Linked DNA regions of Mus musculus: regions 2 and 3 are each linked to region 1. The links are chromatin contacts, called in public Hi-C maps. All regions are on one chromosome and are shown on one strand. Each heading gives the region's core, a stretch centred on a gene start, on an enhancer-like site or on the middle of the called end of the contact. The rest is flanking DNA. Distances are from core to core; before and after follow the strand shown.

Region 1 (2,899 bases), core at 214-2,713:
CCTGTTGTCAAGCGGGTTGTAGGCTGTGGCAAAACTCTGGGTCCAGAGAACACTAGCGCTCTAAAGGTGGAGGCGGGGTCAAAAGCTACAGGAATCCGGCTGTGGAGCGAGGTGCCAGACTGTTTCCAGCGCTGGGGCATCTCCGAGCAGCCTTTCTAACCCCGACTTTCTGCAGAACCTGTGCCGACGCTCTTGACTGCAACCATTTCCCAGCCCAGCAGCTTCGGCTCTTAGCAGTTGGACCGCCGCGCCTGAATTAGATAGATCTCGGGCAGCGAGGCCTGCGGGATCCAAGTCCGGACATAGCTTTTGGTCGAGATACTTTATCCCAGAAGCCCACCCGCGCCCCACTTAGAGAGGTATCAAGTTTTTGGTGTCCTTTCAGAATGGGAGTGAGGGACCAACAGACCACCGTTGGATAAACACTGTTTGTACCTCATCGATTTGTCTTTCAACCCTTTGAAACAAAATTCACAACGATTTTTGTTTAAAAAAATCCCGAGTCTTAGAAATCGCAGATTTTTCTAGGATTAAAAAGCCACCGGGAAGACGGTAAATTACCCCGTGTCCCACATTTGTTTCTGATTAGTTGTGTTGTAATTGGTTTGTGTAACCCAAAATCAGAGAGTTCGTAAAAATCTTTTACTGTATGAGTGACACATCACAGCACTGTTTTTAGGCTCTATGCAGCTGAGAGGAGAAAGGAGAGGGTGGGAGTCAGCATCAATTTAACCAAAAGAGCAAAAAGTAGGAGGGAGGAAAAGTGCCTAGGCCAGGGTGGGTGGGAGGACTGTGGCTCTAAGTCTCTGGATTCCTTTTGGCTTACCCACCTGCAACATCGAGTTTTCTACAGGCGGCGCGGGTGGGAAAGTCCGCATAGAGTTTATCCAAACCCAGGTGCTCATTTCCTACCCGTTCTCCCTAACTTGGACCCCGCCGAACAAAGGCTCAGGCCCACCAGGGAGAAAGGTGGCCGGCTGGACCAGTGATGGTCCCGAAACAGCGAATCCTCTTTTCTCCCTCAAGGTCTGTCGTCCCCAGGAGGAATTTTTAATTTAAAAATTATAAAAGAAAAACACTTTTAAGGGGGAGACGACTCTCATCTATTCCCAGAAGACTATTGCCTTGCTAGGCAAACGCCCTACAAGTCCGAAGAAAGCGCGGCGCTGCGGCAGAGCCCGCGGGGTGGAGATGCGGCTTCCAAGGGATTGCGGGACCCGGGGCTGCAGAGAGGATCTAGGAAGGTTTCGGGGGAGGGGGCTGCGCTCCATTGTTCACTCCGAACCAATCAGAGCTTTCCCACTTCCTCCCAGCCAATCTCCCTGCGCCTCCGTGTCTACCCCAGCCCACCCTCCGGGTCCCCATCATCTCCCGAGCAAGCCCCAGGGCGGTGGGAGAGCTGGGTGACGCTACAGGTCCCGCCTCCAGCTCGGGCCCCGGGCGAGTGCGTGCTGACGTCATGCTGCGTGCGGGCCGGTGCGGAATCGCTCCTTCAACTCCGCGGGGCAGGAGTTAGTTAGCAAAGAGCAGAGGCTGGGCGCTCGACCCTGGTCCTTCTGTCCCCGGCCGCAAGCTTTGCTCACATCTCTCTCTGCATGGTGGATATTATTTTTCATTATCCTTTTCTGGGTGCTATGGGGGATCATTCCAAGAGTAAGTCTTTCTCTGTGTGTGGGTGTGTATGTGTGCTTGATATGCAACATTTCCAATGCAGAAGAATGTTTAGCGGATTCTACAAGTGGCTTTTATTTGACAAAATACTTGGGAGAATAAAAAAAAACAAACAAACAAGCAGTGCATTTCGCCCATAACACTGTTTATTCGTTGGAATCCTACTATTTTATTTTGCAATTAGACATTATTTCCCAAGTTGGCTGGAATGACCTCAGGCTGTGAAATTCTTTTTCTTTTCTGCTAGGACAATTAGGTTTGATTTAGAGAAATGGGTTTCTTCTCTGCCTTAGGAAGGTAGAGAGGTTTCAGTAGCTTGATCTGAGGTGTTTAAACTAAGAACTGTCGAAGAAGCTAAGAGGGGACAGGGCTGAATGCTGCGGTGTCTGCGTTGAAATAGGGAGTCGCTGTGAGCGGGAGCGGGCGGAAATCCGGGCTTGGCTGACAGTGTGGACACGGAGGCGTCCGTAGCTCCCCAGTGTCACCGTGCTGTCGTCTGCCTCCCGTTAGCTCTGTCTCTAGCTGAACCGATACTACGTCCGCGTTCAAAGACGGTGATAATGGAAATATCAGGAGATTGTGTTGTTTTCGTTTCCTACTTTCTGGATCATTCGAAAGTGGTCTCACTTTTAGAGCGGGAGATCAAGCAAGGGAGGGCGGGTTGGGTTGGGGCTGCTGCAGCGGCCAAGGCCGGCCGGGTCCTGTACCGGGCCTGACGCGGGCCCTGCGCCCTTCCCTGCTAGAGAAGCCCGGGACGGCCATGTGCGTGGGCTGCGGGAGTCAGATCCACGACCAGTTTATCCTTCGCGTGTCGCCCGACCTCGAGTGGCACGCCGCCTGCCTCAAGTGCGCGGAGTGCAGCCAGTACCTGGACGAGACGTGCACGTGCTTCGTGAGAGACGGGAAAACCTACTGCAAGCGGGACTACGTCAGGTGAGCCGGCGGGACCCGGGGTTCGGCCCCCTTGGGCTGGGGGGGACACGGCTGCGCGTCCTGGGCTCGGGTCCCTGCGCTGACGCCCGCCGCACCCGGGCCCGCAGGCTGTTCGGCATCAAGTGTGCCCAGTGCCAGGTGGGCTTCAGCAGCAGTGACCTGGTGATGCGGGCGCGGGACAGCGTGTACCACATCGAGTGCTTCCGCTGCTCCGTGTGCAGCCGCCAGCTGCTCCCTGGAGACGAGTTCTCGCTGCGGGAGCATGAGCTGCTCTGCCGAGCTGACCACGGCCTCC
Region 2 (2,854 bases), core at 109-2,608, about 15 Mb before region 1:
TGCTTACCAGTGTGTCCGGGTGGTACAGGACACTCCCACTTCCCGGAGCACTGAAGTTTGGGGCCTAATTGATTCTGGTAATTAATTTGTTCTACCTGCTAGATCAGATGGAAATCCTACTGCAGCGCCCGAGGATTAACACTTGACTTCGCAGCACCTCTGCTAATTATCTAATAGCATGGGTTGTGAGGACTCAGTCTCTGTTAAAACACTTTTGCTATTAGCTGTAGTGATTGGAATTGTGATGACGACTAGATATCAACAAATTAGAGCTTAAAAATGAGGAGATGGAAGAGAAGTGGCTTCTTTTAATTTCCCCGAATTTAACATCAATAATTAGAGCAATTTTCAGAGATGCGAGCCCAAATTACTCCTGCTGTGCTGTAGATGATCACCTTAATTTTAGCAAATTGACTCCAGGGAAATAAATGTGACAGATTAGAAAAAGACAAACAGAAAAAAAAAGGAAAAGATTGGAAAGAAGAGTAAGGAAAGAGGCAGAGGAAAAAGAGAGGGAATAAAATCTAACACAGTGATGGGGACCCTGTAGCTGGAACTGGTGATGTGGCAGAAATAGCAAAGAACTGTAAGACTGAAGTGAAGAGCAGCCAGGAGGGCGGCAGGGAAAGGTGACTACGGACAGATTTAAAATGACCAAGTCTGTGATGCACATAGACCCCCTCTGTCCACTCCTTAAATTCCCGATAAAGAATCTTCCACCTGTCATCTTTATTTCCCCCAACAATTCAATCATCCCTGTTGTCAATTTAATCTAACTCTAGCAACTTGGTGTAGCGGACAGAGTGCATCTTCATTTCTTCACTTCTCTTTTCCTTTTGCTTTCGATTACTGAAACTCTTTAAAAGACAACAAACTGGCTCAAATGCTTGAGTTAAGTGCTTTAATCCTAGGCTATTGGGACTCTCTTGGTGTTCTCTCTAAGAGGCAGGTCGTTAAACAACGGTGAAAAAAAATCATTTTCCGTCTTTTAAAAAGACGGAACACAGGAGGCAGCGCTTGCAGGAGAGGGGTAGAAACTGGGGTCTAGAAACCGTATAGGAACCCATTGGGCTCAGCACTCCCTGCTTGGCCAGACGCATTCAGCACCGCGGACAGATCCCCGCCCCGCCCCGAGCCCACCCCACCCTCCCCTCTGCCTCTGCAGCCTCCCTATTGGTTCGCCGGGCTCCCCTCTCCAAGCTGCCAATTCTCCAACACACAGAACCAACCTACCCCGGCGCTGGAGAGGCAAGAAGACAAGCGCCGGGGATAGCCCAGGTCCGTATAGCTGCCGGGATCTGAGCCTGGGCGATCAGGAGCAGCTGCAGGCTCTTGAGTAGGCCTGCCGGGAAGCTGTTTGCTTCCTGCACTTTGTCCGGGCCCTCGCCCTGTGACAGGCGCTCTGCAAGATGAATCTCAACTTCACTTCCCCTCTTCATCCAGCATCTTCTCAGAGGCCCACGTCGTTTTTCATCGAGGACATTCTGCTACACAAGCCCAAGCCGTTGAGGGAAGTGGCCCCTGACCACTTTGCCAGCTCTCTGGCCTCTAGGGTGCCTTTGCTAGACTATGGCTACCCCCTTATGCCCACACCCACCCTCCTCACCCCTCACGCTCATCATCCTCTGCATAAGGGAGATCACCACCATCCTTATTTCCTGACCACCTCAGGTAAGTAACAGAGGCCTCTAGGAGTAGGGAGTGGGCTTTTTTTTTTTTTCATCCCCCAGAGCAGAGACTATATCAGTCCCGGTGGTCTTCTCCTTCGGTAGCAGTGGAAGGTTAGGGACATGGTTGAGAGCTCCCTTGAAGCAGGCCAACGGAAGGGAGCAATTTCTGGTCACTTCACAGTTTGTATAACTAGACAGGGATTGTGTCTGGCCAGAGGAAGCTGGAGTAGATAGATGTGATCATATTCCTGGTGGGCAGTGTTTCTTCCAGGCAACTTTGGCTCATCTCTCAATGCCACTTCTAAACTTCCTCCACGTCAGGAGGGTTCCTCAACCATCTTGACCTAGGGAAATGGCACTGAACTTTCCAGTGTGTGTGTGTGTGTGGGGGGCATGAAAAGGCTTCACCTGGCCCGCTCTCTTCTGCTAGGTTGGGTCAGGAACATTTGCAGATTCTGCAGGAGACATAGAAGTGAGGGAGGGCCGGGGGTAGTCTGCCACTGGCAGGAAGGGGTCGGGGCAGAAGGGAGCTGCAGTTCTCCAATGACCTTCACTTCCCGTGTTCAACATTTAACTCATAAGCAGTCTGCTTGGCTTCCTTGCTCTGGCCCAGTTGCTGGAGTCGCTGAAATATTTCAGATTTACTGTTTGACAATGAGTGGGGATTGGTAAAGTAAGACTGGGCCTGCAAATGCTGGGGGATGTCTGCATTGTGTTCCTTTATTTGTTTCTCTCAGTCTGCACGAACACTTTCTTCCCTAGCATTTCCAGTCCAGCCACACAGAGAAATCTTCTAGTTCAGTTGCTGAGCACAGTAGTAAGCTGGTTCTAGTGGGGGCTGAGGGAAGGGGGCAGACGATGTATGGAATACAGGCACTCAAATCCAGGAAAAAAGTGCTGAAAGTCTAGGACAGTAAAACCCGCTCAAAAGCTCTAGGTTAACGAGGCGCGATCTTAAGGCTCCTGGAGAAATCAGCATTGCTCCCTGGCTTTGACACCTGCCTGAAAATATACTCTTTTCCCAGTACTGGTGTTGGGCAAAATTCATGGTGCTGAAATGCTTGATTGTCGTTTTCCTCTCCTGGGCATTGGCAGATACTGGTGTCTGAGGCCCGGATGCTTGGGGCGCCTAATATACCAGGTAAAGCTGAGAGGGTCGCGAAACGGAAGCATCCAGCGAAAAG
Region 3 (3,082 bases), core at 382-2,881, about 19 Mb after region 1:
TAGGAAGTGTTTCTGTACCCACTGACCTTGACTGTGGGCCTTGTGCTGTTAGAGGCAGGCACTTGGGTTAAGAGATGAGCCTGTTTGTACCTTAACTGATGAGATTTCAGGTTACCACACCCTGGGTTGACCACACCAAAATTTTCTTATAGACCCCACCACCACGACTCAATCCTAGGCTCTCTGAAAACCGTTACAAGGAAACACAGGCGGTGGGTTCTGTGTTTGGCACAGAGCAGGCCTCAGACACTTTGTTCAGTAGCTGAGCCCTGAAAGCCCGCTCTGAGGCTATCTTTATTGTGAGCACCGCTAGCCCCAGGCTGAGACTCGGCGCTGACCCGGCCGTAACTGCCAAGGGCCTGACAATGGGCACATCTGTCCTTTCTCCAAGGGATAAAAGCACCTAAGCAGACAAGGCTCTGCCTTTTGTTACGGACTTTTTTCTTTCTTTCTTTTGTAAATAAAAGAAAGCCGCGGCATGTGGCGGCCGGGTGTGTGTCCCACACTGGGGGCCTCCCCACGCGTCCCCACCAGGCTGAAGGCCCGGGTTCAATTCCGGATTGGAGCGTGACTGTGACAGGGGCACAATTATGCCCAAAGCTGAATTGATTTTCAAATCTGGAGGCTTCTTGCAGGGACGCCAGGAAAAGGAAAGCGTCCCTGCGGTCCAAGCCGCTCGGCTCAGCCGCGTGCACTCTGCCTGCGTGGGGTACTTCTTCCAAGCCTCTAGGTTCTTTTCTAGAAAGGCTGTGGAGTAACTAAAAAACCAGCTCCGTCCCCCCCCCCCCGCCCCCTTCCATGCTAACCAGGCCCTCTCTCCTGTCTCCCTCAGTATCCCCCAAGCAGAGTTATCCAAAGTGGGAGAGCTATCTTAATTGGGAGCAAAGTGACAGACCTTCTTTGAGGTCTGGGACAGTGAGGGGTGGCCTCGATCTGAGTGCTCCTCACTGAGCACAGATTCCTGAGTGCTCCTCGGCCCCGGGCTCAGATGGAGAAAGGTAGTTCGAGGAGTACTTGAGAGGATCATGGATGGCAGTTCGGGATACAGCGTCCCGACCTAGGCCTTCAGGGTATATACACGTCCCAAGTCCCCGTAGGACAACTATTTAAGGACAGTGAATGAGTTGGTCTCCAGCGATCCTCTAGGGAATAAAGCCCAATGGGCGAGTGGGCTTTGGGCCATGACATAGTTTCTACTCCCCGCCGGTAACCTGTACCGGGAACTAGCAACTCAGACTCAGGGGCTCTGGTTCTCAAACCTAGCTGGCTCACGGTGACAGAAACCAGGCAAGAAAGTCCGGATGGAAAGAGAGAGGGAGGTAGTGAGGAAGACCAGGAGGTAGCAAGTCTCCGAGGACTGTGGAGGCGGCTCCAGGTCGCACTCTGCGCGCGTCCCGTGCACGTGCTCACTGATCCCGGGCCATTCGGCGCCGCTGAGAAAGCTCTGTCCCCCCCACCCCCACCCCACCCCCTCGGTTCATTTGTGCTGGGACGTCACGGAGCGCTGGGACCGAGGGGGCGGGGCCTGGAAGCGCGCATGCGCGCTACGCCCGGCGGGCGTGAGGGCGGGCAGCGGCAGCGGCGGCGGCTACGGAATCGCAGCCACAGTCTGCAACAGTAACCGAGCCATGGCTCGAGCTGGCGGGCGGCACAGGCAGGCAGCAGCCGCGGCAGGCGCACGGGCCGCGTCAAGGGAGCCTGGGGCAGCAGGATTCTAAGAAGAGGGGCGAGAGGGGGCCGGGCTGGGTGGGCTAGGGGTACCGCGCTCTCCCAACAGCACGGGTCCTTTTTGGAAATTAATATTAAAAGAAAAAAAAAAGACAGAGGGGAAGGTGGGAGCAAGAGAGAAGGCAAGACACACACAGAGAGAGCGAGAGACACAGATCCCCACAGTGAGAGGAAGAAAGGCCACAGTCGCAGGCAGCCGATGTGAAGACTGGACTCCTTGCGCCCCTCGCCGCCTCTGCCCGGCCACATCGATGTTGCAGCCCGCTCGCCCGCATCACGATGAACGCACAGCTGACCATGGAGGCGATCGGCGAGCTGCACGGGGTGAGCCATGAGCCGGTGCCCGCCCCTGCTGACCTGCTGGGCGGCAGCCCTCACGCGCGCAGCTCCGTGGGACACCGCGGCAGCCACCTGCCTCCCGCGCACCCGCGTTCCATGGGCATGGCGTCCCTGCTGGACGGCGGCAGCGGAGGCAGCGATTACCACCACCACCACCGCGCCCCTGAGCACAGCTTGGCTGGCCCCCTGCACCCCACCATGACCATGGCCTGTGAAACTCCCCCAGGTATGAGCATGCCCACCACCTACACTACCTTAACCCCTCTGCAGCCGCTGCCGCCCATCTCCACCGTGTCCGACAAGTTCCCTCACCATCATCACCACCACCATCACCACCACCACCCACACCACCACCAGCGCCTGGCGGGCAACGTGAGCGGTAGTTTCACACTTATGCGGGATGAGCGCGGGCTGGCCTCTATGAATAACCTCTATACCCCCTACCACAAGGACGTGGCTGGCATGGGCCAGAGCCTCTCGCCCCTCTCTGGCTCCGGTCTGGGCAGCATTCACAACTCCCAGCAAGGACTTCCCCACTATGCTCATCCCGGCGCGGCTATGCCCACCGACAAGATGCTCACCCCAAATGGCTTTGAAGCCCACCACCCTGCCATGCTCGGTCGCCACGGGGAGCAGCACCTCACGCCCACCTCGGCCGGCATGGTACCCATCAACGGCCTTCCTCCGCACCATCCTCATGCCCACCTGAATGCCCAGGGCCACGGACAGCTCCTGGGCACAGCCCGAGAGCCCAACCCTTCGGTGACCGGCGCGCAGGTCAGCAATGGAAGTAATTCAGGGCAGATGGAAGAGATCAATACCAAAGAGGTGGCGCAGCGTATCACCACCGAGCTCAAACGTTACAGCATCCCACAGGCCATCTTCGCGCAGAGGGTGCTCTGCCGTTCCCAGGGGACCCTTTCGGACCTGCTGCGAAACCCCAAGCCCTGGAGCAAACTCAAGTCGGGTCGGGAGACCTTCCGGAGGATGTGGAAGTGGCTGCAGGAGCCGGAGT

Evidence for each region. A called contact is a pair of places that touch in the nucleus more often than the background predicts.
Region 2: a contact with region 1 is called in a Hi-C map of cerebellum, with 8 times the contacts expected there. The contact joins the promoter of Bsx here to the promoter of Isl2 in region 1. A contact is called at or near these places in 2 of 484 Hi-C or Micro-C datasets (cerebellum and embryonic stem cells).
Region 3: a contact with region 1 is called in a Hi-C map of cerebellum, with 13 times the contacts expected there. The contact joins the promoter of Onecut1 here to the promoter of Isl2 in region 1. A contact is called at or near these places in 1 of 39 promoter capture datasets (cranial neural crest) and 2 of 484 Hi-C or Micro-C datasets (both in cerebellum).

Annotation. Positions count from the first base shown.
Region 1 is chr9:55,539,686-55,542,584 of GRCm38.p6, forward strand. Isl2 (insulin related protein 2 (islet 2)) reads left to right here and starts at 1,464. Exons shown (of 6, transcript NM_027397.3): 1 at 1,464-1,653; 2 at 2,415-2,604; 3 at 2,712-2,899. The coding sequence starts at 1,596.
Region 2 is chr9:40,872,769-40,875,622 of GRCm38.p6, forward strand. It overlaps Bsx (brain specific homeobox), which reads left to right and starts at 1,359. Exons shown (of 3, transcript NM_178245.3): 1 at 1,359-1,671. The coding sequence starts at 1,410.
Region 3 is chr9:74,860,290-74,863,371 of GRCm38.p6, forward strand. It overlaps Onecut1 (one cut domain, family member 1), which reads left to right and starts at 1,632. Exons shown (of 2, transcript NM_008262.3): 1 at 1,632-3,082. The coding sequence starts at 2,008. Gm33562 (a long non-coding RNA gene) reads right to left here and starts at 2,847. Exons shown (of 4, transcript XR_870924.1): 1 at 2,773-2,847.